Regions from separate parts of the Mus musculus genome. Here all the other regions are linked to region 1. Evidence: chromatin contacts called from public HiChIP or PLAC-seq and promoter capture Hi-C data. All regions are on one chromosome and are shown on one strand. The core of a region is the stretch at or near the end of the contact, and the rest is flanking DNA. Distances in the headings are between cores, read along the strand shown.

The links. Promoter capture Hi-C pulls out the DNA fragments that hold promoters and counts their contacts. HiChIP or PLAC-seq counts read pairs in DNA pulled down with a chosen protein or histone mark.
Region 2: a contact with region 1 is called in an H3K4me3 HiChIP or PLAC-seq map of forebrain, with 14 times the contacts expected there. The contact joins the promoter of Bmper here to the promoter of Dpy19l1 in region 1. A contact is called at or near these places in 9 of 39 promoter capture datasets (the 3T3-L1 cell line, 3T3-L1-derived adipocytes, embryonic stem cells and 4 more), 3 of 484 Hi-C or Micro-C datasets (the HL-1 cell line, the N1E-115 cell line and embryonic stem cells) and 12 of 115 datasets of contacts at active chromatin or transcription factors (the NIH/3T3 cell line, astrocytes, craniofacial prominence and 8 more).
Region 3: a promoter capture Hi-C map of liver shows a contact between it and region 1, with 6 times the contacts expected there. The contact joins the enhancer-like site here to the promoter of Dpy19l1 in region 1. A contact is called at or near these places in 8 of 39 promoter capture datasets (the 3T3-L1 cell line, 3T3-L1-derived adipocytes, embryonic stem cells and 4 more), 3 of 484 Hi-C or Micro-C datasets (cardiomyocytes and liver) and 6 of 115 datasets of contacts at active chromatin or transcription factors (embryonic forebrain, embryonic stem cells, hepatocytes and 2 more).
Region 4: a contact with region 1 is called in an H3K27ac HiChIP or PLAC-seq map of the NIH/3T3 cell line, with 22 times the contacts expected there. The contact joins the enhancer-like site here to the promoter of Dpy19l1 in region 1. A contact is called at or near these places in 2 of 39 promoter capture datasets (hippocampal neurons and liver), 2 of 484 Hi-C or Micro-C datasets (cerebral cortex and cortical neurons) and 3 of 115 datasets of contacts at active chromatin or transcription factors (the NIH/3T3 cell line, embryonic forebrain and embryonic limb bud).

What each region holds. Positions count from the first base shown.
Region 1 is chr9:24,499,504-24,506,068 of GRCm38.p6, reverse strand. It overlaps Dpy19l1 (dpy-19-like 1 (C. elegans)), which reads left to right and starts at 2,929. Exons shown (of 23, transcript NM_001359948.1): 1 at 2,929-3,230. The coding sequence starts at 2,939. It overlaps LOC115487153 (a long non-coding RNA gene), which reads left to right and starts at 3,536. Exons shown (of 2, transcript XR_003948106.1): 1 at 3,536-6,565.
Region 2 is chr9:23,219,990-23,225,797 of GRCm38.p6, reverse strand. It overlaps Bmper (BMP-binding endothelial regulator), which reads right to left and starts at 2,722. Exons shown (of 15, transcript NM_028472.2): 1 at 2,025-2,722; 2 at 955-1,040. The coding sequence starts at 2,157.
Region 3 is chr9:23,433,090-23,439,395 of GRCm38.p6, reverse strand. The region is part of intron 13 of Bmper (BMP-binding endothelial regulator); the gene reads right to left. Among named protein-coding and RNA genes, the nearest start is that of Gm39311, 150 kb to the left of the region's middle. Within about 2 kb of position 2,460, at least 16 of the 459 cell types and tissues checked have an H3K27ac peak or open chromatin away from gene starts, as enhancers often do. A contact at or near this core is called in hepatocytes and liver, where this site is marked.
Region 4 is chr9:23,246,096-23,252,529 of GRCm38.p6, reverse strand. All of the region lies in intron 2 of Bmper (BMP-binding endothelial regulator), which reads right to left. Among named protein-coding and RNA genes, the nearest start is that of Bmper, 26 kb to the right of the region's middle. Within about 2 kb of position 1,324, at least 22 of the 459 cell types and tissues checked have an H3K27ac peak or open chromatin away from gene starts, as enhancers often do. A contact at or near this core is called in the NIH/3T3 cell line, where this site is marked.

The DNA of each region.
Region 1 (6,565 bases), core at 1,680-4,179:
TCATGTGAGTGTGCACATATAACTTTTTAAAGATTTATTTCATTTGTATGAGTACATGGTCACTGTCTTTGGACACACCAGAAGAGGGCATCAGATTCCATTACAAAAGGATGTGAGCCACCATATCGTTGCTGGGAATTGAACTAAGGATCTGTGGAGGGGCAGTCAGTGCTCTTAACCTCTGAGCCATCTCTTTAGCCCAACATAATTTTTTATTAATTAAGAAGTAGCTTTTAGTTTGTCAGTTTTTAAAAAAATATCAATCACTATGTGGTAGGCACTGGTCTAATAATACAGAGACAAATAAACTGTATTCCAGATCTTCTAGAGTTTTAAAGGTTAAATCAAGTCTGGCATATTCTCTAAAGACTCCATTTTCAGTTCTACCACTTCCCAGAGCAAAACATCCTCCCTCTGAGGAGCAGGGCACCAGGAGTGGCCTGCTATTGTATCTAGGCTTAGTGATTCATGAAATGGATATTACTTTGTAAAGCACCTGTTGGAAGCAGGGTCAGTGAGTGATTCAGGTCAGATCTGAGAAACCTGACACCCAAGGAGTCGAGGACCATTAAAGTCTAGGGTGGCTCTTGATTTCCTGCCTCCGCTTGTGAGCCATCTCTTGGCTCAATTCTAAATAAAAATTCTTCTTATCCCAGAGAGGGGGAAACGGAGATTCAAAAGGTGAAGGGTGTGAAGAGGAGAGTCGTGCCAGGCATCAGAGCAGGGATTCCAACCTGGGTCTAGAAGAAACAAAAAATGAAACCAAAAAACAAAACCCAAAACTCAAACCAAGCACCATCCCCCTACCCCCACAGTTCACACTTCCCTTACTTGAGGTTTCCTGAGGGTGCATCACAGGAGAGGAATTAAGATCTACCGGGTCTGCCCCACCCATAAGTAGTCCTTTTCTAAGTCAACTGAGCAAATTTTCAGCCATGTTCTGAGCTTGGGTCAAAGCTGCAGCTAAAGATGACTACTAGAGAGATTTGGTTTCTTCCAGAAACTCAGGTCATGTGGAGAATGTTCAAGAGCTAGGAACATCATGTTTGATTATGCTGTTTCCTGTACTCATCCATTCATTTACTGAACAAGAAAATCATCTAACAGAATTGTACCAATTAATCAGTCGCCCCTCCCCCACCACAAGTTTTCCCCCACAGAGCCCAGAAAGCACTAGGAAACTTTTTTCTTTTTGTACACACTTTTAATTTTTCTCATACAGTATATTTTGATCATTTTTCCTCTCCCTAATTTTTCCCAGAACCTCCCTATCATTCAACTTCTTACCTCCCAAATCTTTTTAAAATACCACTCAAAAGCACAAAAATGAAACCTGGAACAAGCAAAAGATCAGTACAACAACAACAAAAATGTCAAAGTAAAACAAAAACTCCACAAACAACATAACCACAGAGTTCGTTTTTTTGTGTGTTAGCCAACTACTGGTGGGCCCAAGGACTGCCCTGGATTGTGGGTGATATAACCAGTGACACTCCATGGAAAAACTGATTGGGAAGCATGCCCCACATCTCAGGGACAAGCAATCCAATACTGTAGCTCCGTGTGTCTTCTAATTAATAAGTATGCTAGTGATGAAATTACTGTTATTGTCTTTGGCAGACACTGAAGTAAATTTCTTTTAATCTGGTAGGTTATAAATTTAGTATCAACCCTAGAAATAACACTCTATCAACCTGATACCTTATTTCACAATATAAGCCCCTGTATGACACTGTCAATCATTTTTTTAAATAGAGGTGTCTTAAACAGTTGTTCCTTGTTTTCAATACATAACTTAATAATCAAACTCAGGAAACTTACAAAGTGTAATATAGCGGTGAGTCCTTTAACAAAATCCATTCTTTGTGCCTGAGTTAATGAATGCTCATATTAATAAAGTCGTGAGCAATAGAAGCCAGAGCCTCCTGAAACCCCTGTAATTACTGTGGAGAAAAGTGAAACGATGTGCCTTGATTTCCAGCATCCAGACTTTTTGGAACAAGCTCATTTGGACAGGAGCCAAGAAATAAGTCTCGCTGCTGCAATTCTCCAAGGCTTTGTGCAAATAGCAATGGGCTGGAGGCAAGGAAGGTTAACTTGGAACATATTCTTTTTTTTTTTTTTTCTTTTTTCTTTCCCTGGGCTTCTTCATTAACTCCTACATCCTGCTATGAGAAAATTCGTTTTCAAGTGTCACATCTTTTAGCCGGTTTCCATACTTTCAGTATACATGAGGTAAAAGTAACACGTGGATAACCTTCCCTGACAGGCCCTTTTCATTTATGACTTGAGTTTGGGTTCCTACCCAGGCCTTCAGATTACATCCTCGCTCCGACCTACCGGACACTTATTTGAATACTCGGTCCACTCCCTGCTTCTCATCCTTGAACCAGAAACCTGGCTGTTCTGAGTGGCGAGGTCACACTTTTACCCCGTTAGTTTCTTGCACAAGCCTAATGCACAGAAACCCCGGAGTGTACCCACGGCGCCGTTCCGTGGCCACTAGGTTCCCGCCCCGCGCCACGCCGCCTCACAGCCAGATCCCCGGTTCCCGAGGGCGCACTGCCGCTTCCGGGAGGTCGTCCACGCTACTCCCCTGGCCGCCGGTCCCGCCCCGCTGGTAGCCCGCGCGTGCGCGCTTGGCCGCTGGAGCGCGCCCGGGCGCGCGCGCCGGAGGGGCGGGGCCGCGCCGCTCGCAGTTTGTCCCCGCCTCCGCCCCGCGGCGTTCCGTTGTCGCCCTGGCAACCCGAGAGCGGCAACGGCGGAGGCGCGGGAGTCCGGCGCCGCCTCTCGGCCGCCACGCGGTAGGCAGCGGCCACACGGCCCGCGCTGTCCCCGCCTCCCGGCCCGCCCTCGCCGGCCAGAGTGAGCGACCGCCAGTCCGCGGATCCCGGCCGCCGTCCGGGCGCGCGCAGCTAGCGGGCGCGACTATGCCAAGATGGTCCTGCAGGCGCGGAGCAAGCACCGGGACGCGGCTCCCAGGCCGCCCCGGTCGGCCCGCTCGTCGCCGCCGCCACTGAGCGGGGCATCCGAGGTGGACGCCGGGGAGCTGGGGTCGGAGCGCACGCCGCCGTCGCCGGGGCGCAGGGGCGCGGCGGGCAGGAAGGGACCCCGCGCAGGGACCGCCGCGCCCGCCCCGGACGGCCTCGCGGGCCGCCTGGCGGCCGGGCTGCACTGGGCGCTGGGCCTGCGGCGCGGGCGCGGCCGGACCTGGAGCACGCTGCTGCTAGGTGAGCCAGTTAGCAGCCCTCTCTGACTTTTCCCGGGACGCTCCTGCCTCCTCCCTACTCCTCCCCGCTCCTTCCGGGGCTCAGCTCCACACATCCTCTGCCCCGCGGTCCGCCCGGGCTTTTAAAAACATGGCCCCGAGATCAACAGCTGCTCGGCTGGCCGCGGGCGGGCTGGTCCGCGCCGAGGAGACTGGATTCTGCCTGCATCCACAGTCCACTCTTTACCCCTGGCCCAGCCGCTACTTCGGAGGATGGTTTGCTTGGTGATGCGAGCGATTCCTGGAGCTCGAAATACCCAGGTTTCCTGACTTAGAAAGTTGCCAAACTTATAATTAAATTTTAGCGTGCTTTTTCCCTTCTTGGCCGCAAACACTGAGGGTGGCACTTCGTGGTTCTGTCACTTTTCAGGCTGCGTCGTGTTTTGGATGCCCAAGCTTTAACCTTGCCTGCTGGCATCTCTTTACCTTCTTCCATGCACCAAATGGATGGGATGTAACTTGTGCCTAGAAGAAATAAAGTTGAGGCATTTACGTGTGGACTATCTTCTGGGTTCGTTTTCTGTGACTTTGTCGGATAAGGCAAGTTTATAGAAGTTGGATTAATAGGCCTAATTTTAACAAGCCCTTCATAAGGATTCTGTGATATTTTTGCCACGATGGGATTTAGTTGTTGAATTATGTAGTGATATTTTCTTACTATCTTTTCCCTGTTGCTTAATGACCTCTAAGAGTTTGGGGTGCTTGAAGTTTGGGGTTTAGACAGACAATACAGCAAAATCAGCCTTCCTGTGGGGCCAGCCTCTTCTGCAGCTGTATAGTTATTGAAAGCCAGTCATGGCTGTGTGTTTGTGGGTTCAAGAAGGCTGGCATCGTTACTAGGATTTTTTTTTTTTAAATACTTGGGTCAAGATTTGGCAAATTCATTATTTTCATCATTCCCTCCTTCAGCAGCTAGCTTGAGAACATGGCAAGTGTACAGGTTAAATCCACCTTGGGGAGGCAGCGTGGTACAGTGGCTGAGGTTGAAGGCACTCAGCACTGGTGCAGAGTGCTTGATTTTGGTTTAAGTCTCACTTTGAGGGCCTTCCTTCTGTGTTATATGGAGTTATCCCATGCCCTGCTTACCCAGGGATGTCCTGAAGAGCAATACCAACTCCTTGGGTGATGCATGTTTGTACCCAAAGCATTTTACAGCATCAGTTCCTATGTAAAAGCAAATGCATAATCCTGATTTCTGATCCCACGGCAGAAGAAAGCTCCAGCGTTTGTGAACGGCTAGTACAAACAGCAACTGTAGTAGAGTAAGGGATGACACTGTTTATTTTAGGGAGAGACAATAATAGATTTTAAAGGGTCCTGTTCTTTTCATGTTTTGTGGTACAGTTCCTTTGGGTTTGCTTATACTGGATGGCTTATATTTGGGTTTACTAATGCCCTTGCAGAAATACTGTTTTGTTCAATGCAGGTGGGCAGCATTTCTCTTGACTTGCTCTTTTTGACTTTGTGAGTGGAAGTACAGTGAATGTGGCAGGCCGTAGTCTTAGGTGTACCCTGGATAGAGGTCACCAAGGGTGGGAGTTAGGAGGAACACCACAGTCTCTGTCTTCTCGCTTGGCCATCTGCTGTGAGACCACACAGCACCTGGAGAGAATGAAGGCTCTGCTGAAGGATCAGGATCTGGTGTCCTTGGGTCAGTTCTGGCCCTGTACTCTCAAGGCCGGTATCCATAGTGATTTCTTTTGTACCACCATGTTGTGGAAGCTCAGAAAGCCACTGACCCTGCAGAGGGTCAGCAATTTCCATGTTTTTGTAGGCTGTGTAACTAACTACATTTCCTCCGATTGATTTCATCCCCCGGTGTGTGTGAGAGTTGCATCTCAGGGTGGAACTTTTAAAATAACTCCTTGGTCTTAACATGGTGAGAGGTTTTGCTAGTCACTTGTTGCTTGAATTACTTATAGCTGCTCAACTCTAAAAACTACATATTAAGCTGTGATAAAATGGCTTTATTCGTATTTTATAATAAATTTCCTAACTTGGAGTGCCATTACAGCAGCACATGTTAGAACTGGTTAGAGCTTTTCTTCATGTGTGCTGGGCACTGATAAGTCACTTGCCAATGTAGCTCTTCCATTGTTGGGCAGTGATGAGCATTACCTGTTTTAATAAGTACGTTTGATTTTCTTATATGTGAACATTGCTACTTACTTAATGGTGATGATTAAAGAGGCTCAAATTGTTTATTTTTAGTAGTTTCAGTTCACTTGCTCCCAGCTACAGGAGACAGTGGCGGAAGAAGAACCTTGAAAATGTTTTTCAAACTTTCCTGACCACAGAAAATAATATACATTGCCTCTAACCTGCTCCCACCATAGGAAGCTCATCTTAGCCCATAGATATGTCTGTATAGATTTCTGTGTTGAGGCAAGAAGCACTAATAATTGAGCTATCTTCAGAGGTAAGAACAAGGTTGAGAAACCTACAAAGGGTGTTAAGGCCGTGGACAGTAAGGCTCTACTACTGGAGAAGAGTGAGGTGTGGAGAACTGGCTCTGTCAAGATGTGTGCTCAGCTGCGCTTGAGGGAGCCCAAGAGGAGTTACACAGCCTTTCCACACTCTGGTCTCCTGCTTGTAGTGACCTTGGAGGCTACTGAAACAGGCTGTAGAGTCAACCTCCTGGGACTGGGGTCAAGGCCAAGAAATGATAGACAGTTATCAGCATGGTTCCAGTTCATATTGTCTTTCAATAAGTTCTTTTTTCTTCTTTCCCTCTGTGCTGGTTAATTTTAGCTGTCAATTTGACACTGCTTTAGAATTACCTGGGAAGAGAGTCATAGGGACTATCTATCTCTTGGCCAGTAGGAGGTTGTCTTTACTGTTGACTGAGGGAAGAAGACCCAGGCAGTTGTTTGCTGTGCCATTCCACTCCCTAGGCAGGGAGAGAGGAGGAAGCTGGGTGAGAACAAGTAAGCGAAGATGAATGCCTTGCTTCTGTTCTCTGTGCTCCTCTGTGAGTGTGATGCCCTTGCTCTTAGCTGCCTTCCCCGCAGTAATGGGCTGTAACCTGGGATTTCAAGCCAAGGGAACCGTCCCCTCTCCCGTGTTGCTTTTTGTCAGGATATTTCACAACAGCAAGAGAAATGAAACTAGGACTTCTGTACAGGCCATGCCTCTCTTCCCATGCCTGCTTCAAATTTGTTGGGCTTCCGAGCCAAGAATTTAGCCTTTTAACATTTAGTTTAGAAAATGTGTAAGATGAGAGATTTGCATTAGGCCAGCATTTCTTAACCTGAGCTGTATACTGGAGCTATCTGAACCCTTAAAATGAACCACATA
Region 2 (5,808 bases), core at 1,473-3,972, 1.3 Mb after region 1:
TCTTGTGACAAAGGAGTCTGCGTCCTTTATATACAGATAGCGCAGCTTTTGTCTGAATAGAGATAGATACCCTGTAGTTCTGTATGCTGATTGGATAACAAGCCTTCATCCACCCATCACTTCAGGAGTCTGCCCTTGAAGGCCTTAGAGCACTTCCAACTGGATTTTATGGATGCATGATTTTAACCAAGGTTTGCCAAAAGTAAATGGCATGTGGAACACTCTTCAGCAAAAATAGTACTCTTTGTGGAACTCTATGTCTTTCAGAAAGTCTTTTTTAGTACAACTTCATCTTCTCCAAGTGTCTATCAGAATTATCGGTAGCTTAAGCTAAAATAATCCACTAGCCACTGGCAGCACTAAGCATCTCATAGCCAAGTGACACTCTCCACTAAGGAGGGATCGCTGGTCCTGACCTGAGCTTCCTAGCCAGAAAAGACGCTTGTTTAACAGAGCTTCAGCCACAGCAGGCCAAGAAATTCAAGAAATCAATCCAAGATGACATCTTGTCCTGGGTCTGTCCTTTATGGCAGCCACCTCCTCCCTTCTCCCATATCTTATCCTTGACCTCTGTATCTAAAATGCTATTCAGCATTTCCCTGCTGAGCCGGGAAGATAGAACCAGTGTAGAAAACTAAGTGGTCATGATATCTATGACTTCATTGTAGTAGCATGCATTCCAAACTGCAGCTTTCCCAAAACAATGTTGTACAAAGTCCATCTCAAGTTTACTTGTACAACAGTGACGTCAAAGATAAGAATTCTCAGCCTGATGTGATATTAGAAATTGCCCAAATTCATAAAACTAGAAAGTGCAACTAAATTCGATGCTTAAGCAATGTGCAATTTGGTAATGATCAAAATCAATTTTAAGACAGCTATTCTGTCAGGTTTGACAAATGAACCTTGTCCATGACAGCAGTTAAGTTTATTTTACCTGACCCGTACACTTACCAAACACACACACATTATGCAAGGGTTGTCTGTGATAAATGGAATTTGGAGGACCTCCCCTTCATTTTCACATTTTGCAACAGACCCTGAAATGAAGATAAAAATACTTTTAATTTTAAATCTTGCTTAGTGGTGTTATTATAAAACCTTACCTTCTTAAGCTAGTAATTGGAATTATATAGTGTTTCAAATGCACCACAAACAAGTTTCTTCAAATCTATTTTAAATAGTTTTACTTAACATGGTTTTTTTTAAGTCAATACTTCGGTATATAGATCGGTTTTCTGTTTTCAGTTGATTTAAGCACATATTTAATACCACTAGTGCTCTGAAAGATATCTCAACTGCACATGGACTAACACACCAAACTAGGCACTAGGGAAGATTTTAAATTTGAACGAAATTCAGGACTGTGTCAAAGAACGGGCCTTTCAGGTGGATCTGCCAACTGTTGTGGGTTGAAATGCAATCACTTTTTGAAGCGCAATCTCTTTCCTCTTTAAAATATTCTCTTTTCTGCACCAGGTGTCAGTAAAGCATGTCCTTCAAAATAGAAGCCGAGGTCTTCACCTGCCTGAAAACCTGTAATTATCATATCATGCTATTAGTAACCTTTAAAAATAAGATCGCTTCTTTACATTCAAGGTCTGGAAAGTCATGTTTTAAAGATGCTGCCTAGCACCGTGGATTTATTGGAATCCTATGGTGTTGAGAAAAGAGGATGTGCGGGAAACGGCGCGGTCTTTTCCTTAATTGCACAAGAGTGGCTACGATTAAAACAAGGATTGGGGAAAAAAGATTAAATATAAATCAAGGAATTTCCCAACTTCATATAGCAGGGTGCCTATTAGCACTCTGTCAAAGGTAGCAGTCTCTCAGTCCCCCATCTCTCTACCTCTTCATAGCCTTCCCATCCCTTTTCTCTAGGCTTCTCCGCATCCCCACCGCCCGCGAGAGTCAGGCAAGGTGCGCGTTCCTCGTCCTCTCATCCCCGGTCTGCCAGTGCCTCTTCTCCCAAGAAACCACCCAGAGTCCCGGAGGACTGGTCCCTCCCGCCCCCACCCCCCTACCTGTCAGGAAGGAGGAAGCCAGAGACATGGGGACCCCGGAGCAATTGAGCAGCAGCAAGACGCAGCAGGTAATCCCAGGCGAGCGTCGGCAAGGACGCTCAGCCAGAGCCCTGACGCTGAAGAACCAGAGCATCGTCACCTGGAGGGAATCCCGGGCGACTGCAGGTCCCGCGTCGCCGCCTCTGCTCGGCAGCCGCTGCTCGCAGTCAAAAGGGCTGTGGGCCGGCGTGCCGGGAGACAGTCGGCTGAGGGAGGCGGGCGCCCGGAGCGGCGGGGGAGGAGTGGGGGCGCCCCGGGAGGAGGGGTCCTGCGGCCAGCCTCGGCCAATGCGGCGGCTTTTTTCTAAGGGAGTTGCTCTCAGCGGGTTAGCCGTCAGCCCCTCCGCGCCAGAGCTGGGCCGGGAGGAGGGGTGGCTGAGCGGCGGGATCTGGGGAGCGGCGGCGGCGACTGCCGAGTGCGCTCGCAGCTCTGGAGCCCGGCTGAGCTCCGGCTCCCGCACGCGCAGCTCCGGCCCGGCCCCCGAGCGCGGTGTCCGGCCCGCGCGCTTGCTCCGTGCGGGACCGAGGGGCGTACTAGGCTCTGCGCGGAATCCGCAGGGTCGCACGAGGGACTACGATCCTGGCGCCGGAGCTATGCCGGCTCAGAAGCGACAGCGGCGCACGCGAACGCCCAGCCAGGCGGTCTAGCCCAGCCCCGGCCACCGGCCCCGGGGCGCTGCCGGAGCCTGGAAGGCGCGTCTCCAGCGCCCTGCGCACCGCCTCCTCCCGCGCAGAGGAGCCGCCCCCAGCAGGGATGCCACTACCCGCTAGCGCCCGGAGCAGAAGACCCGGCGCTTCCCGCTGCCCCAGCTTCGGAAGGAGCCACGGATCGAATGCAGGAGGGTCCCTCAACTTTCCACAGCCCTTTGACTCCCTCGGGCAAAGGCGGGGGACTCACGAGGCTGAGGGGACAGAGGGACGAGTGACCTTGGAGATCAGGTTCCTGTGCTTATGCCTCTGTGGGCCTGACATTAGGGAGGACAGAAGTTGGAGCGACAGAAAGGGTCGGCTAATGCACGCACAACGGCCAGAGCCTTTCTCCCTTAAAGCGTGGATCGGTGGCTCAGACTCCGCCCTTCCCAGCCGGAGCTGCCCGGGCCAGGGAGGTGCGTTAGACTAATCATTCATTCACTCGCGGGCCAGGGAGGGACCGCTGCCGCTAATCTCCACGCAGGCCGCCTTCGCGGCGGCCGCCCAGCAGGGCACGCGGTGGCAGCCGCTACCCTGCAGCGTTTCTTGCTTGGGCGGCCCTGATGTCCCCCAGTCTCGGTCTTTGATCCCCTCGCCCCGCCACCCGGTACCCGCTGAGTCCCAGCATCCCTCCCACGTCCTGCCCCCCCCACACACACACACACCCGCCCTACACGCACCCGCCAAGCAGTGCCTGGCTCTACTCAAAAGGGGTGCTAATCTAGAAAAGAGAATTTTTATAACTACATTGGGAAGGTGCCAGGTGAGAGTGAAAGGTGCTTGGAACCAATGATCAGCTAGCCTTCTTTGGAGCCTACTGTGATCACATGCTCCCACCCACACGAAGAACAGCCAGCCAGCAGGTGCCCACCCCACATTAGTTCCTGAAGCGCCTTGTGGATCCAAACTCTAATTGCTGACAAGCCTAGTTTTCCCCTAGTCTCTGGCCAGTTTTAGGTAGCATTTGTAGCTGTAGTGAGAAACTCCTTTGACAGTCCTCAGATACACTCCTCTAATGTCACCACATTTACCTGCCCCTGCCTGCCATCCGCATGCTCATTTGTTTTTTTCTAGAGATTTAAAGGGTGCTTTTAGTGAGTGCATCGTGGCCAACATCCCAACACAAGGACCACATCTCTGTGACGTGGACAAGTGGGAGGAAGGAACGCTGTCATTAGCTTAGCATGCTCCATTTCCCTCTCAAAACAGATTTTGTGTAAAATTTAAATTAAAAGAGACAAGAGACAATGTGGTTACATGTTTCCCCCAAATAACACCATGGCTAGATGCCTTGAAAGTCAAAGTGTTGATTGAATGTTTCGCTGACTCCCTGAGTCTACAGAAATGTCAAACTGTATACACAGAGAGAGAGAGAGACAGAGACAGAGTTTTACTTCCCATAAGAACTAATTAGAAGAAAACCTAAAAGTTAAAAAATAATAATTGCCACAGAAAAGTACATTCAGTAGGAACCACTGTCCCTGCTCTCTAAAATGATTCTCCTTCAATAAAGTCTCTAGATAAATGTAACCTTTATAATTCAGGTAAGGAACATGAATTTTTGGAGATCCTAGGAGACCCAGTGTTCCCTCAGATGTCTGTAGACTTGGCTACATGTGCACTACAAAACTGCAAGACACCTGAAGAGCATGCCTGCCCCTCTGACTTGCCTCCCTTGGCCTGTCTCCTCAGTGTGCATGACTAATTTTTTTAGGGGGTGGGGACTTCTACCCTCTATGTGTGTGGCATTTCTACTATGGGTGGCTAGGGAAAAAAACGGGAAACCTTTTCACCAGCCTTGAAGTTGTGAATGAGAAGGTGGACAGAAGCCTCTGGAAACTCAGCTCTTCCTATATCACAGCTCACAGTGACCTCCATTTCAGAAAGAGCAAGCTATCCCCAAAGGCTCATCGGGGACTCCTGCAACCCCCATGCAACTATTGGTATTGTTACTCCAGAGTAGCAAACTCTCTCAGCTGCCAACTGGTCCCTAAGCCAAGCTGAGATATTCCAGGGTCACACAAGAAGAGATATGGGGGAAGGAAAGAGGGAAGACAAAGAGGAGGAAGAAGAAGAGAAGGAGGGGGAGGGGAAGGAGGAGGAACCTATCAAAGTCCCAAATATTGGCTGGAATCCAAAGGAGAAAAACAAGGTAGGGTAGGGATGTTTGCCTTGACTTCTGACATTGTTTATGGGTAAGGAGGTAATGGGGCCCAAACTCAGGGCCTAGCCTAGGCCCAGATCTGCAAAGTCTCAGTCCTTGCTCCATGAAATAAGCATGTGACCTGGCCACATGTAACAGGAGATATGTCTTAAGGCATTCTCACACCTCTCAAATCACAGCCTCAATTCCCACCGAAAAATGCACTGAACATGCAATTCAGGAGTTTCAAGAAACTTCCAGAAATCAGCTCACCTTCTCCACAGCAGAGAAACCAGACCTCTCCAAAGTGAACAGAAGAGCCTGTGACAGCAAGCACTAATTGTCCGTAAGTGTAGGAGGGTTGCACTCACAGATGGCACCTGCCTGGGTAAACTGAAAATGGTGAAGGACTGATCCACAAAGGCCCTAATCTGATGGGGCAAACTTAGAGACTGTGGAGAATGTGAACAGCCCAGGGCACATTTCCTTAGAAGAGAGGTTGTTTTTGCAGGCATGGTTAATGCTCTGGATATTTGGTAACTTTGGAAAGTATCATTTTTATATCTCCAAAAGGGTTTGGAACAGCAGTATGGATTGTGCCCACAGATTTATTATTTCTCAACCTCTTTATTGATAGCCATCTGATTCTTGCTAGGATAAAATTGAAAATACTCCTGAGGAGGTTTGGTTTGGTTTGGTTTGGTTTGGTTTGGTTTGGTTTGGTTTGGTTTGGTTTGGTTTGGTTTGAAGCACTAAAGATCTCAGAGCATACAATGGACTTCTTCAGCTTTACCTTGAAAGTCAAATGTCTAGGCTGTCAGAGTGGCTCAGTGGCAGAGCAGTTGCCTGACACACAGGAGGCGCTGTGGTCAAAGGGTGAGAAGGCTAAGAGCTAAGAGAGACAGGGTGTGCC
Region 3 (6,306 bases), core at 1,211-3,710, 1.1 Mb after region 1:
AGATCTGAAAGGAAGCCATGCAAGCAGTGAGTGGGCCCTTTTCTCTTTCCACGGGGCCTGTAAAGTTTCTCCCACACCTTAACCTGGAGCTCTACACAGGTCCTGCCACCCTGTTGGATAGCAATTATCCCAGACCTAATTCTTTACACTTGTTGCCACCTTATGCAACTTGGCTCCATTTCTCACTCAAATAGTTGCTTTCTAAATTGTTAAACAATCCCATCTGGGTCAGGAAGGCTCCTTTGGGGGGGTTTGGAGCCAGCACCTTCAGTCCCTATAGGAAACCTTCTCCAACACAGCTCATCTCGGATCTCCAAGTGACACAACTAAACTTTACAACCAAAATCCATTTGTACAGATGTCCAAACATCACAGGAACACGCAGTATATAAAGTCGGAAAGCACGTAGAGCAGCGACGGGGAAAGTGACAAACGCTGCTTCTATGTTTCCAGACCGGCTGGCCAGATGTTGTTCTCATCACCGTGACCCTTCCTGAAGGCTCTGGAGGCTTTGCAATCTGGCACTCACTCTCCATACTCCAATAACCAACCAAACAGGAAGCTAACACTAACCTTCATATCCACTATCCCTCTCTCCCTCCTGCCAGGTACCCTCACTTCCAACACCACAGCATGAGGGCGAGCATGTTGGGAAGGAAAACACAACAGAGTGGTTGCTGTAGTGTGTTGACCAGGGGTGGACAATCTTAAATAATATATCCTCTGTACTTAAAAAGCCAGGTGTCTTTAGACTGTGAAGTGACCAAAGATAATAAAAAGGCAAACTATAGTGCAGAGCCAATAGATGTGTAGCCAGTGAGTCCATCCCACACACAAGCCAGCAGAGCCCAGAGCCAGGGTTCAAATTCAGGCCAAGCTTCAAATCATCGGAAGTATGAGCCCATCTGGAAAGCTCCTGGGGTGGCCAAAGGTTTTCCTTGGATGGCATTTGCCACTACCTGTCTTCAAGGAAGAGTAACTGTCAGCAGGAGTCTGCAGAATGTTAAAAAGCCAGGGGAAAGGCAGCCCCTGCTCGGGGGAAAGACATTCGCAAGGACAGAGATGAAATTGAGCAACTGGAAAAGTATGAACCTAGTCGCATTGGCTAAAGCCAAGTGCGTGAGACTCAGAGAAATCTTTTAAGTAGCAACATGCTTGGAACCATTAGATTAAGTAAAATGAATTTGTAAAACTAGGTTGGCAGTAGACATCTGGTTTTTTTTTTTTTTTTTAAAGGACAGATGGAAACTATGGAAGTCAGAAAAGTCTTCTAATCAAGACTCCTGCTAAAGGTTAAAGGCAAGACCGAAGGGAAATTTAAAATTGTGCAGTAGTCACTCTTCTCTGGGAGTCAGCGATCAGGGAGTCAATACCGAGCACATTTCAATGTGATAGATTGAGGCTTCACTCAACATATGATGTTTTTAAACATTCCTTCAGACAAGCACTTCCCCTGCAAGCTTAGTGACCAAGAGGTGACACTAAAGAACATGGACCTAAAAGCAGAACTACAAAGGAATCAGCCCAGAAGCTCCTGGGATAAGGGGATTTTTTTTCACTCCGGGAACAATTCATGACAGTGTTTCCCAGTCCTTCTATAACATGCCTCTCAGACTTAACTCAGCTTACACACAAAGCCATTCCTAACTGAGCCAGGGACACAGCGGTACAGTAGGAAGTGTAAGCTCCCACGGAAGTCCTGTGCATTGAGAATAATCAGGGTGAACATCTCCATTTACCCAGCAACTTCTCTGACAGACACATAATCAGCACAGGCCTCTCACTGGTGTTCTTAAGTCGTTGTAAAATCTTGCAAATCCAGGTTATAACCTGAATTCTCTTGTTTATGTTCTTTTGGGTTATCCCCTACCTTTAAAACTTGCAACAGTCTAGACCACAGTTTTAAACATTACAAACATTTGTTGAACATCTACCCTTTGCAGAATTTGTATGTAGTGTTTTAGATGTATTATTCCACATAATCACTACAAGTATCTTGTGAAGAGAAGGTAATACCCTCTTGTACACTTTAGAGATGAACTTGAGCCCAGCTAGGAAGTCTTCTATTGTATATAGGAAGGACAAGGGCAGGATATGAGTGAGCCTCAATTTTAGCTGTTACACCAAACATCAACACACCAGAAACTCAAATGTGTATGAGCTCCTAAACTGAGCACCAAACATATGTCACGAAGCTTCCAGCAGACAAGGCCCACAGTGACACGAAATGCAAAGGAATCCCATTGGAAAACAGCCTGGAGCAGAACTGCCTGGATTTAGTGTTTAATGACAAGAACACAGGAGAGAGGAGAAAAACACCTGGGCCGGGGTTGGTGTTGGGTTTCTATTTTACTTCCGAAAAAAACTGAATCTAAGTCCAAATTACATAACACTCCGAATGGCTTGCTTAGCCAGTTGCCTCTGTTCCAGTTTAGTCTCCAGAGGATGTCAGGCTGAGCTAGACGCTAGGGTTTGGCAGAAATCGGAGTCTGCAGGAATTAGCATTGCAAAGTCCAGAGGATATGGTGACAAATTAGTTTGCGGATGCAGCTCAGTTAATAATTGTCCCAATTAGCTCCTTCCAATTGAGATGAAAATTCTGTATGTCACCTTGCCCTACTGACTGCTCATGTATGCTCAAAACTCAGAACTCTAAGGGAAAGATTTAGTCTCCTTATGATTCGTGTCTCACACATCAAAACAACTACTGAAGTCTCCAATTCCTTGAAACCTCATGCTTGGGATTTGAATATCAGTGTCTGCCATCTTCAACTTTGTGGCATTCACATCTTTTAGTTAATGAATGGCAATAAAACAAAGGCAAATAAATTCAGATTATAGACCACAAAAGAAGCTAGATAATTGGGTAATTGGGTTAACAGACAAACCACTGGTGTTAGCAATTCACGAAAGAGTTGTGCAATAGTTTGGATATAGAATGTTCTCCAAGGTTAATGTTCTAAATGCTTGGTCCATTGTTCCTTGCCACTATAGAAAGGCACTAGAACTGTTAAGAGGCAGGGCCTACTGAAACAGATGGACTGTAGGTTCTCTCTCTCTCTCTCTCTCTCTCTCTCTCTCTCCCTCCCTCCCCTTTTCTCTTCCTCTTTTTCTCTCCTTTCCATTAGTCATGATATAAGCCATACCTTCTGCTTTCTCCTCCATCCTTCTACATCTTAACTTTTGAGCTGTTTTTTTTTTTTTTTTTTTTTTTTTTTTTATTATTAAATCTAGAACTCACCAATTCACCTGAGCTGGCTGGTCAGTGAGCTCGAAGGATTTGTTTGTCTCTGTCATCCCCACTGTGGGATTGCAAGCACACGCCACTGTGGGTGGCTTTGTACGTGGGTGTTGGGAATCCAGACTCAGACCCTCGTACTTGCATGACAAGCACATTACCCCAAAAATGGGGCAAGTATTTTATTTATTCACAGAACATTGAATAGCAAAACTTTTAAGGAAAGAGAAACATTGTCTCTGGTGAACAAAATGAGACTTGGTTTAAAAGTCATGAAATTCAAGCTGAACCAGGAAAGATTGGTAAAATCTGTAAAGACAGAAGAAGAGCCTAGGAGAAAGGCTCAAGGCTCAATACAGCCTGTCCTCACCTTCAGCCTGTCTGTATTATTGAACCACAGGTTTGAGAAATGAACTGTTTATAAGTAAAATTAGACAGGATATATTTGAAAACAAATCTTGGAGGCCAAGTTCAAGAATTAGGAATTTGTGCTGTAAGTAAGGGGGTCATTTAAAGGTTTTGATGAGAGGATCCAACAGATCACCAGGCACAGAAGGTTGATGAAGAAAACTCTCTAAGATTTTGATGCCTGCACAACTCCCTCACCCACTCCTATCCCTAGTTCATATGCTGGAAATTGAATCACCAGTGAAGTAGTGTTGGGAGCTAATCTGAGGCAATGAGTCCAAGGAACTCTGATTACATGAATTGATTGATGTCTTATCATGGGAGTTGATTCATAACTGCAACAGAGGCCTTGTGACCTCATAGGATTTCCTGCCCACCTGTCCTGCTTTCTACCATGGAGTGGCCAGCCGTGTGGCCTTTGCCTGGTGCTGGAGCTATGCTCTTAGGAGGACCAGTTTCCCATTCCATGAGCCAAAGAAGCTTCTCTATCACTCTCTACTCTGCTGATATTTTACATTTTCTCTTACTGTTTTCAGCATTGTGGAGTAGGCACTGAACTCAGAGGATCCTAACGGAGCTCCTTTCCCCGAGAAGCTGGAGCTGTTCCCCCATTGCCTATGTCCTTTGTTTGTTCGTTCGTTTTTTTTTTTTTTTAAGATTTATTTATTATTATATCAAAGTACACTGTAGCTGTCTTCAGATGCACCAGAAGAGGGCGTCAGATGTCATTACGGATGGTTGTGAGCCACCATGTGGTTGCTGGGATTTGAACTCAGGACCTTCGGAAAAGCAGTCGGTGCTCTTAACCACTGAGCCATCTCTCCAGCCCTGTTCGTTCGTTTTTGTTTTTGTTTTTGTTTTTTTCCCACTCCCTGCCTTCATGTGCAACAAGCATCTACCCCAGTGTATTTTCTCCCAGATCATCTCCAGGAATCCTTAACCTTTACAGAATGGCTGAGCTACTGTAGCCCCATCATTATCTCTACCTGTTCTAAAGTCTGGGACACAGCCACAATCCTGGGAATTCATTCTGTACAGGGATGACTCCAGCTACAAATATCCACCTCACCCCCAGCTCTGAGCAGTAAAGTTGGAGATTGGGCTGGAGTGAGGAGAGTAAAGAGAACAGGGCAAATACCATCCAAATTCTAACAGTTTTAAGATTGGGATGGGGATAAGAAAAATAACATCCCTGCATCTATAGAGCCAACTTGAAAGTTATAATGGAAACTTATCAAAGTAAAGCTTATAAAAGTGGGCCAGGTCTAGCCTTCCTCTTGGCCACCTCCTCCCCATGACCCACCCTGCTCTCGGAAATCCTATGAAGTCACAAACAATATGCTTACATGGTCTGGATACAATTCTCATGAGGCCTGACCTAAATAATGAAAGTGGGCAATAATAGCATCCACCAGGAGAGAATTACTAAATAAATTACACCTGTTTATAAATGACCCTGGCTTGAGTATTTTGGTATAGCAATACAAAACCAATTAAGCCTAATATTCCATTGGATTGTCCAGATTGTGATGCTATGGCTGCAGACAAGGCTCCAGGATTTGCTGTCTCCAGTCAGCAAGGGTTTGAGCTCTGTGGGAGGGAATGAAAGCAGTAAGGAAAGAATCCATCAAGAGAGCTGAGATGCTGGGCCCCATTACACGTGATCGCGTGCTTCTCAGCTATCATCTTGCCGGGTCCCACAGCTTCTCTGAGAATAGTTCTTACTTGTCCCACTTCCCACTGTGGAGAGCTTAGGCAGGTCACCTAACTAAATGGATGGACAGTCGGTGCAGAAGTCGTCTGTGTAGTCTTTTAGATGTTGTAACTTGTTGAGGGAGGTGTGAAAAGTAGGTGGAGCTAATTATAATCTATAAGATTCCAGGAAAAGAGCCCTGGGGTAGAGACAAGCAAATTCTGGAGGCTTTCTGGCTCTGTAGTCTAACCAAAATGCTGAGGTCTAGGTTCAGTGAGAGACAGTGGGGGGGGGGGGGGGAAGCAGAAAGAGACTGTCCTGTTTTAACTTACATGAACCCTTATGTGCAAGAACACAGCACACATATATCACACACAAGGCATGGGTACAGAGAGAGATATAGATGCACCCTGAGAGTGCATAGGAGGATCCTCAGCTACCTGATGACTATGGGGTTTGGCCATCCTTGCGGCAGAGCTAGAGTCCCCATTCTGTTTCTCCCTGGACCTGAGCCAAGACCCCTACTTGGCATGAACATTGCACACCTCCTGTTGTGGCACCCATGATCAGGCCTACTTGGTGATAATCGTGCTAAGAGGAACCATCTGGAAGGCAGGTTTTTATGGCTGTGGCACTCAAAGCTAACACAAAAGTCTCATGCTTATCTACTTTTTACAGATTGGCTTCCCTGAGAGAAACCGTCTCCAATCCAACTGCTCTAGTCCCCAGTCTACTAAAAGGCAGCAATGAGAATTCTCTCAGTTTGAATGAAAGTGTCCCCAGTGCATATGGAAAGAACTAAACTAACTCACTTCAAGGTTAAATGAACACTTGAAAAACTACACGTCCCTTTTCTGTAACTGAAATTAGAAAAGATATATACACTTGAACATTCGATTGTTGTCTCAGTCTAGGCTCAAAGGGAATTGCCTTCACTCACTGAGGGGTCTACGTGTCAAAACTTGTT
Region 4 (6,434 bases), core at 75-2,574, 1.3 Mb after region 1:
ATTGTCTGTCCTGGGTTGTTATACCCACAGAGCTAACCTCACTCATTCATTCAGATCCTGTGGTACAGTAGTCTCCCTTCTCATCTGTTCGTTAGAGCAGCCCTACCACTGCTGAGGAGCTCTTAAGGAAAGCTGCCTGTGCCTCCCACCCACTGCAGCGCTGATCTGAATGATGTAAAAAGGCTAAGTCGATAAAGCACAGCTGTAAGAGTGTCCTTGTGTCCAGTGAAGATGAGGCAGATGACGGAGCTGTCTAGAGCCTATGGAGACAGCAGACCAGGTGGCCTGGCTCCAAGCCCTCCAATTCTCCAGGTCTTCTCGTCCCAACGATGATGGTTAGTGATACATTTTTAAAATTTTAGGTATTATTGGCCATATTCCCACTGAAGGCAACAAGAGCACCTAACGGGTGCACGTGTATGCCTATGTACGTGTGCACTGCTTAAAATTACTAGCTGTGACTCCATTTGCCACGCGTGGATTCTACAACTCCTATTTTAGCGCAGACTCCCTCACCCCGGGAAGACTGGGACTGATATGAATATCGCAAGCAGAGATTCAGTCTCAAGTGCATTTATGAGTGCAGCAAACTTGGAGAAGGGTCCCCCTAAGACAGTGTCCTCTCTAAAAGGAGGAGTCCTCAGAGTTCAAACTTTCAGGACAGTCAGAGTGATGGGGAGAAGCAATGTGAGAGCGGGTGAGTGGGAAGGTGCGCATGTTCTTTAGAACTGCTGGCTGAATTAGAAAGCCAGAACAGAGTCAAAACCCACAACAGGATCCCAAGATTCACAATAAAGAGCATTTTAGCTGTTGTCCACCATGCACGGCATTCCAGGCAAATGGTTTGTACAGTCACATCTGAAGTTTTAAATATGTGTGGACAGACAGACAGACAGGCATGTATACCTAAGCTTTGGGTATATATTTAGGGGATACAATTTCCTTTCTGTTTACCCTTAGGATTTTTTACATCCTATTGGGGTCATGTTGGAACTGCCAGATCCCATCATTTTTGGAGTCTGTTTGGAATCTGGTTGGTGTGGATGTGAGGATGGGCTTAGAATCCCAGGCCCTTGAGGAAAGAAATAATAGAGCTGCAAGATCACCGTGGGGACCCTGCTTCCTCATCCCCTTAATTGAGCCTAACAGCTACATGGGAAATTCAGACACAGGTAATTAACACCACTTGCCTGGCTTCCTGGGCTTGGACAAGTCACAAAACCCCATATCCTGGAGACAGTGGCTCTGGCAAGGAGTGTTATACACAAAGCCCCGTGTTCAGGAGTCTGTCATCCTCACAGCACAGATCACAGCTGAGGCTAAGCGTGCGACTCATTCGGTTCGGGTTTTAACTCAGCAAACACTTTCTGATAGTGATTCACACATACTGCTCACTTCCTCTGATGATATTTAGACTCTGAGCTAAGGAAGATCACACAGAACTTCATCTTAGCCTGATTCTACAGATAAAGAAGTAAGGCTGGGACATGTCCCCACGGAGCAACAAACACAAGTGAGAGAGGTCTGGAACACTGATCTCTGCCATGCAAATGCTACCTACACTTCAGTACTTGGGTACATTGTGGGCATTCAGGATACAGAGTGAGAGAAAACAATATCCCGCTTGGGTCCTCCTAGTATATTTCCACATGTGAGACGAGTCCCGTTTCCAGCAGAATCACTCCAAGGACCAGCCTCAGAGTCATGGGACTGTTACAGACACTGTCTGCTTTGAGGAGACAAGAAATATGACTATGATCAGATATCAACAGGGCCAGGCCTATCACACCTCTGAAAAGGCAGACTGATACCCTAAGTTTTCCACAAATTCTAGGTGGGTTTGCAGAATCATGCATTCTAAGCAAACAGAAACAATGGCCAAAAGGCCATATTCACACAAGGAGAAGGTGAAAACATAATAACCTAGCCATCGTGTTTGCGATCACTTCATGGTTCTTTGCTTTCTCGGTCACCATGTCTCTGTGCTTACCATCTCTAGGATCAGCCAGCTGGGGAGGTAAGTCTGAACCAGTGTCTCCTTTCAGAAAGATGGACCACAGACACCTTAATATCAACAAATGCTTCCCCCCCCCAAAAAAAATCATAGCCTTGAAATGCACCCTCAACAACTTGTTAACATGCAAAAAGTAAGGGGGTGGTATAGAGAGTTTAAAAAAAAATTACATGTCTGGCAAGAAAACTCCATAAGGACGCCAGCCAAACCACAGCTCCAGCAGAAGCCAAGTACAGACAGGATGACAGCAGCCAGCTTGCTGAGTCTGACACTTGCCGCCAGATGGCAGCACGGAGCTCCCCGGCCTTAGGAGTTGCAGCCTTGAGCCTGCCTCCTGCCTACAGAACTGTCTCCTGTCTGGAGAGAGTGGGATCATGAGTACTGAAGACAACTAAGCACCAACATGAAATGATTCTAGTTGCTTCCACACATGGAAAGGAGAAATTCCGTGGAGATGCTCTTGAATATTTCCACAAGTGTCCTGAAGATATTTTTTTTCCAAAACACTTTTCAAGAACCAATCCTATTATAGACTGTAGAAACTATTATCCCATGTTTTATCTATGTTAAAAAAAATAATAACAATAAACTGAAGATAGGAACTCAGCAGCCAATATAGTGGCAGAGGTGGAAGCAAGACTATTGCTGGCAGACAGTATGATTAAACCACGAAACAGTATCACAAATGTCCTACAATATGGCTGATGTGCCATACTAGAGATATCACACTGCACAAGTCTCTCCTGGAAGAACCCTCAGTTTCCTTCTGTTCTGGTCCCTGTGAAAGCAAGATCTTCCCCAAAGACACACCACTGGCCCTGCACAAAGATGCTAATTCAAACAGCCAGATCCTTTTTCAGAAGACTAGGAAGACGGTGGAGTTGTGGTCCCCGACCCGCCACCACCACCAAATGATGTCAATAGAGCACATGGGTCAATGAGTACTGTTGGAGAGGATAAACAGCTCAGAGTGGCTCTGTCCTAGGTTAGGACTCCCTCCTAGACGTATGCTCACATCCCTCTGCCATTTCATCACGATAATCTAACTTGGGGAAGGGACTTATAGAAAAGCCTTCAAACATCCCCATCCGAATGCAAACATCCAGAAGAGCAGACACACATCCATCCCCAATGCCTCCCCCATCCAGATGCAAACATCCAGGGTGAAGACATGCATCTATCTCCAATGCCTCCCCCATCCAGATGCAAACATCCAGGGTGAAGACATGCATCTATCTCCAATGCCTCCAGGCCCTCTATTTTCAGCTGCTAGAGAAAAGCACTTGTCCATAACCCTGGCAACTGTGAGAGATGAAGCAGTTCTCTCATGGCTCACTCCACTCCATTCTGTGGAACAGGGATAAATTCGAGCTTCAAGCATCTTATCTGCAAAAAGGATATTGGAAAGAATTCCCTGCAGATTAGAAGCCGTGGAAATGGGTGAGGATCATGGGACACTCTGACCCTGCAGACGATTCCTAAAGGCCTTATCTAAAGCACACGTGGTGGTGTTTCACATATGCAGTCTCAAAACTGCTCAGACAGGAATTCATTCTTAGGAATATGGATGGTTTTTGCCAGGTTTTCTGAGGAAGGAGACCACGAAAAACCGATCCAACATCAACGACTATATTCTCATTAGAATTTCTAGTCTCCCCATGCATGAAGTTAAATGGCTCAACTTCTCCTTGAAGTACCCCATTCTAACCCAACTCAAGCCCCCAAAGAGCCAAAGGGGATGTTATGGTACTTTTAAACAGAAGTCCCAGTTTCTCAGAGGCGATATTATACTACTCCTCATAAACAGAAGAATAATACTTGGTGTTTACATAGCACATTTCTTCTGAAGAACTCTGCAGACATTATTTCATTAATCCTCATAGGTTCCTTAAGTTTTTCAGAGGAAGAAACAGTCCATAGTGAACAAAAGTGTCTCAGGCCCCTCAAAGAACTGGCAAGCAGTTTAGTTGGGAACTCAGTGTGATTCCCAGGCCTGGATTAAGGTCCAGGCAAGAAGGTTAGTTGCTAAGACACAGCATTAAAATTTATAGGTATGTCGTATTAGAATTAGGTTAGCTCCAACACAACCTTGAGATTTTAGAAATAGATTAACGTGTAGTAGAGCTACTCTGGGAATTTTCCAGGAAAACTAACCACCTGGGCCATAGGAGTAATATCTTTAGCCTGTGCTAGTGTAAGACAACCACGGAAGGGCTTGCCCAGGACTTGGAAAGAGAGGAGACCTCACAGTACATGTCAGGCCTTAGACGTTCTTGAATGCAGAGATATAAGCAAATGTTGAAGAAAGAAAGGTTTATGTGGGGCCTAAAGACACAAAGGAAGTTGGCAGTTTGAACTGTCAGAAGTAATGATTCCTCTGTGATCAGGAGATTCTTTCTTTCTTTCTTTCTTTCTTTCTTTCTTTTTTTTTTTTCTTAGATTTATTTATTGATTATATGTAAGTACACTGTAGCTGTCTTCAGACACTCCAGAAGAGGGAGTCAGATCTCGTTACGGATGGTTGTGAGCCACCATGTGGTTGCTGGGATTTGAACTCCGGACCTTTGGAAGAGCAGTCAGGTGCTCTTACCCACTGAGCCACCTCACCAGCCCAGGAGATCTTTTGAAATGAGAAAATCATAATAATTTCCAAGGGTGTGCTGAGATACCCCACTAGTTGTCAATGGCAATACTAAATTTGTTTCATAGTTTATTTTTTTAAATTACATTTTCCCCTGCTCGTTCTTCATTCTTAATAACACAACTGACCTCTTCATAATTCTTATAAAGAAAGAGCCAGAAGAAAAAAGTAAAAGGTAGTCTACCTGCCACAAAGCCTAAGGGCACACAAATACAAGACATTGGGTCATGCAGTAGTTCAATGGAATTTGGCAGGAAAAGAGACTAACAAAACCATTCCTAGTGTGAGAAAGGTAGGAGTGAAAGGTCCTCAGAAGAGTGATGTGGTTTCCAAAACTTCCCTGTTCCTGAGCTGAGCTGAACTCAGTCAGAAAATAGGGAGGGGAAGGGCTGTGGCTCCTGCAGTTTGAGCCTCCAGCTTGTTTCAGGAAGTAGCATTTCCAAGTTTTTCTCCACCCTTAACCTTCACCACTTTTGCAAATTCCTTCAGTGGTCAAGGTCTCAAAGTGTCCCGGCCTGTCTCTAGTCAAATAGTGAGTGGCATGGGCTGTCCAGAAGATGCTGACCTCATCACAGGCACCCACATTTCTAAAACCCTGAGAGTCCTGACTGGACTGAACACCTGTAGTGCTGTTTGGACCCTTCGCTCACACAACGAGCCTTGGGAAGGCATTGGTGCTCCTTCTGCTTTTTGAGGAAGAAAACTCAGGACCAAGTTTGCACAGCTAGTCTGTCGGGACTCTCGTTCCCAGATAGCCAGGGCAGAGACTCACACCGGGCTCTCTGCTAGGGAAGTGTGACTTAACCACTACAGTTCATAGCTTTGTCGAAAGGCTCAAAGGAGCCATCTTTCTCAGCAGCTAAGAATTTAAATATTTTCCTTCATCAAGCATTCCCAACTTTCAGACCATTATAAACCTTGGTGTTTTATGGTTTCATTTTGAACACACAAGTTAAAAAAAAAAAATACTGCGTTTTAGGAAAGACAGATTATATCTCTGACTTAAAAACGAGCCCCAGCTTCTAAGTAACCAGTCGAGATCATTTGCAAGATGGATCAGAAGCTGGACTCAACTCTCTCAAGTCCTTTCATTTCTTCCTCAATGTGTATGTACGGGCGTATCTTCCCATGAGCCTTGCAGCATCCCAGAGCCATAATTCTGGAGACTTTGTGTTAAAATGTCTTGTAAGAACATCGTGCAGCCCATTGTACTACATCTGGGAGTGTTGTTCTTTCTTCCCTGTCTAGGCTCAGTGAGTTTACCCCAGAGACCTGGGCCCTGGCAAACACGGCCTCCTCCGGCCCAGCTCGCAGTACAAACTCGGGACAAAGCTGCCCTTGAAACCCGACCATTTAAAAGACTTTATGAAGCCCACTGGGGCCAACGATTATTTTGCAACAAGTCATATCCCATGAAGAAATTCACTTCTCTGCAACACAAAACAGAAGGAGATTAAAGAAAAAGGCAGGGGGGTTAAAGAAAGGAGTAAGGACCCTGCTGTTCTGTCTGGCCAGAATCATGTCTTTTACTACCCGCATCCTTTACAAAGACGGTGTGCTGATGATATATGGCCCTCATACATCATGGAGTGACAGTGTTCTCCCAATACTGTACCTTGAAAATATGACACGTGCCAGCAGAAGCAACAGGGGATTAAGATGGAGGCTCCTTTTACATTCGAGTTCCCTAACATTTCAATTTTTTTAACAGGCTCTAGTTTGTTGGAGGAGTTATTGGAGGTCCTAGTCTGGTTTAAGGGTTCAGGTCTAGCACTTAGT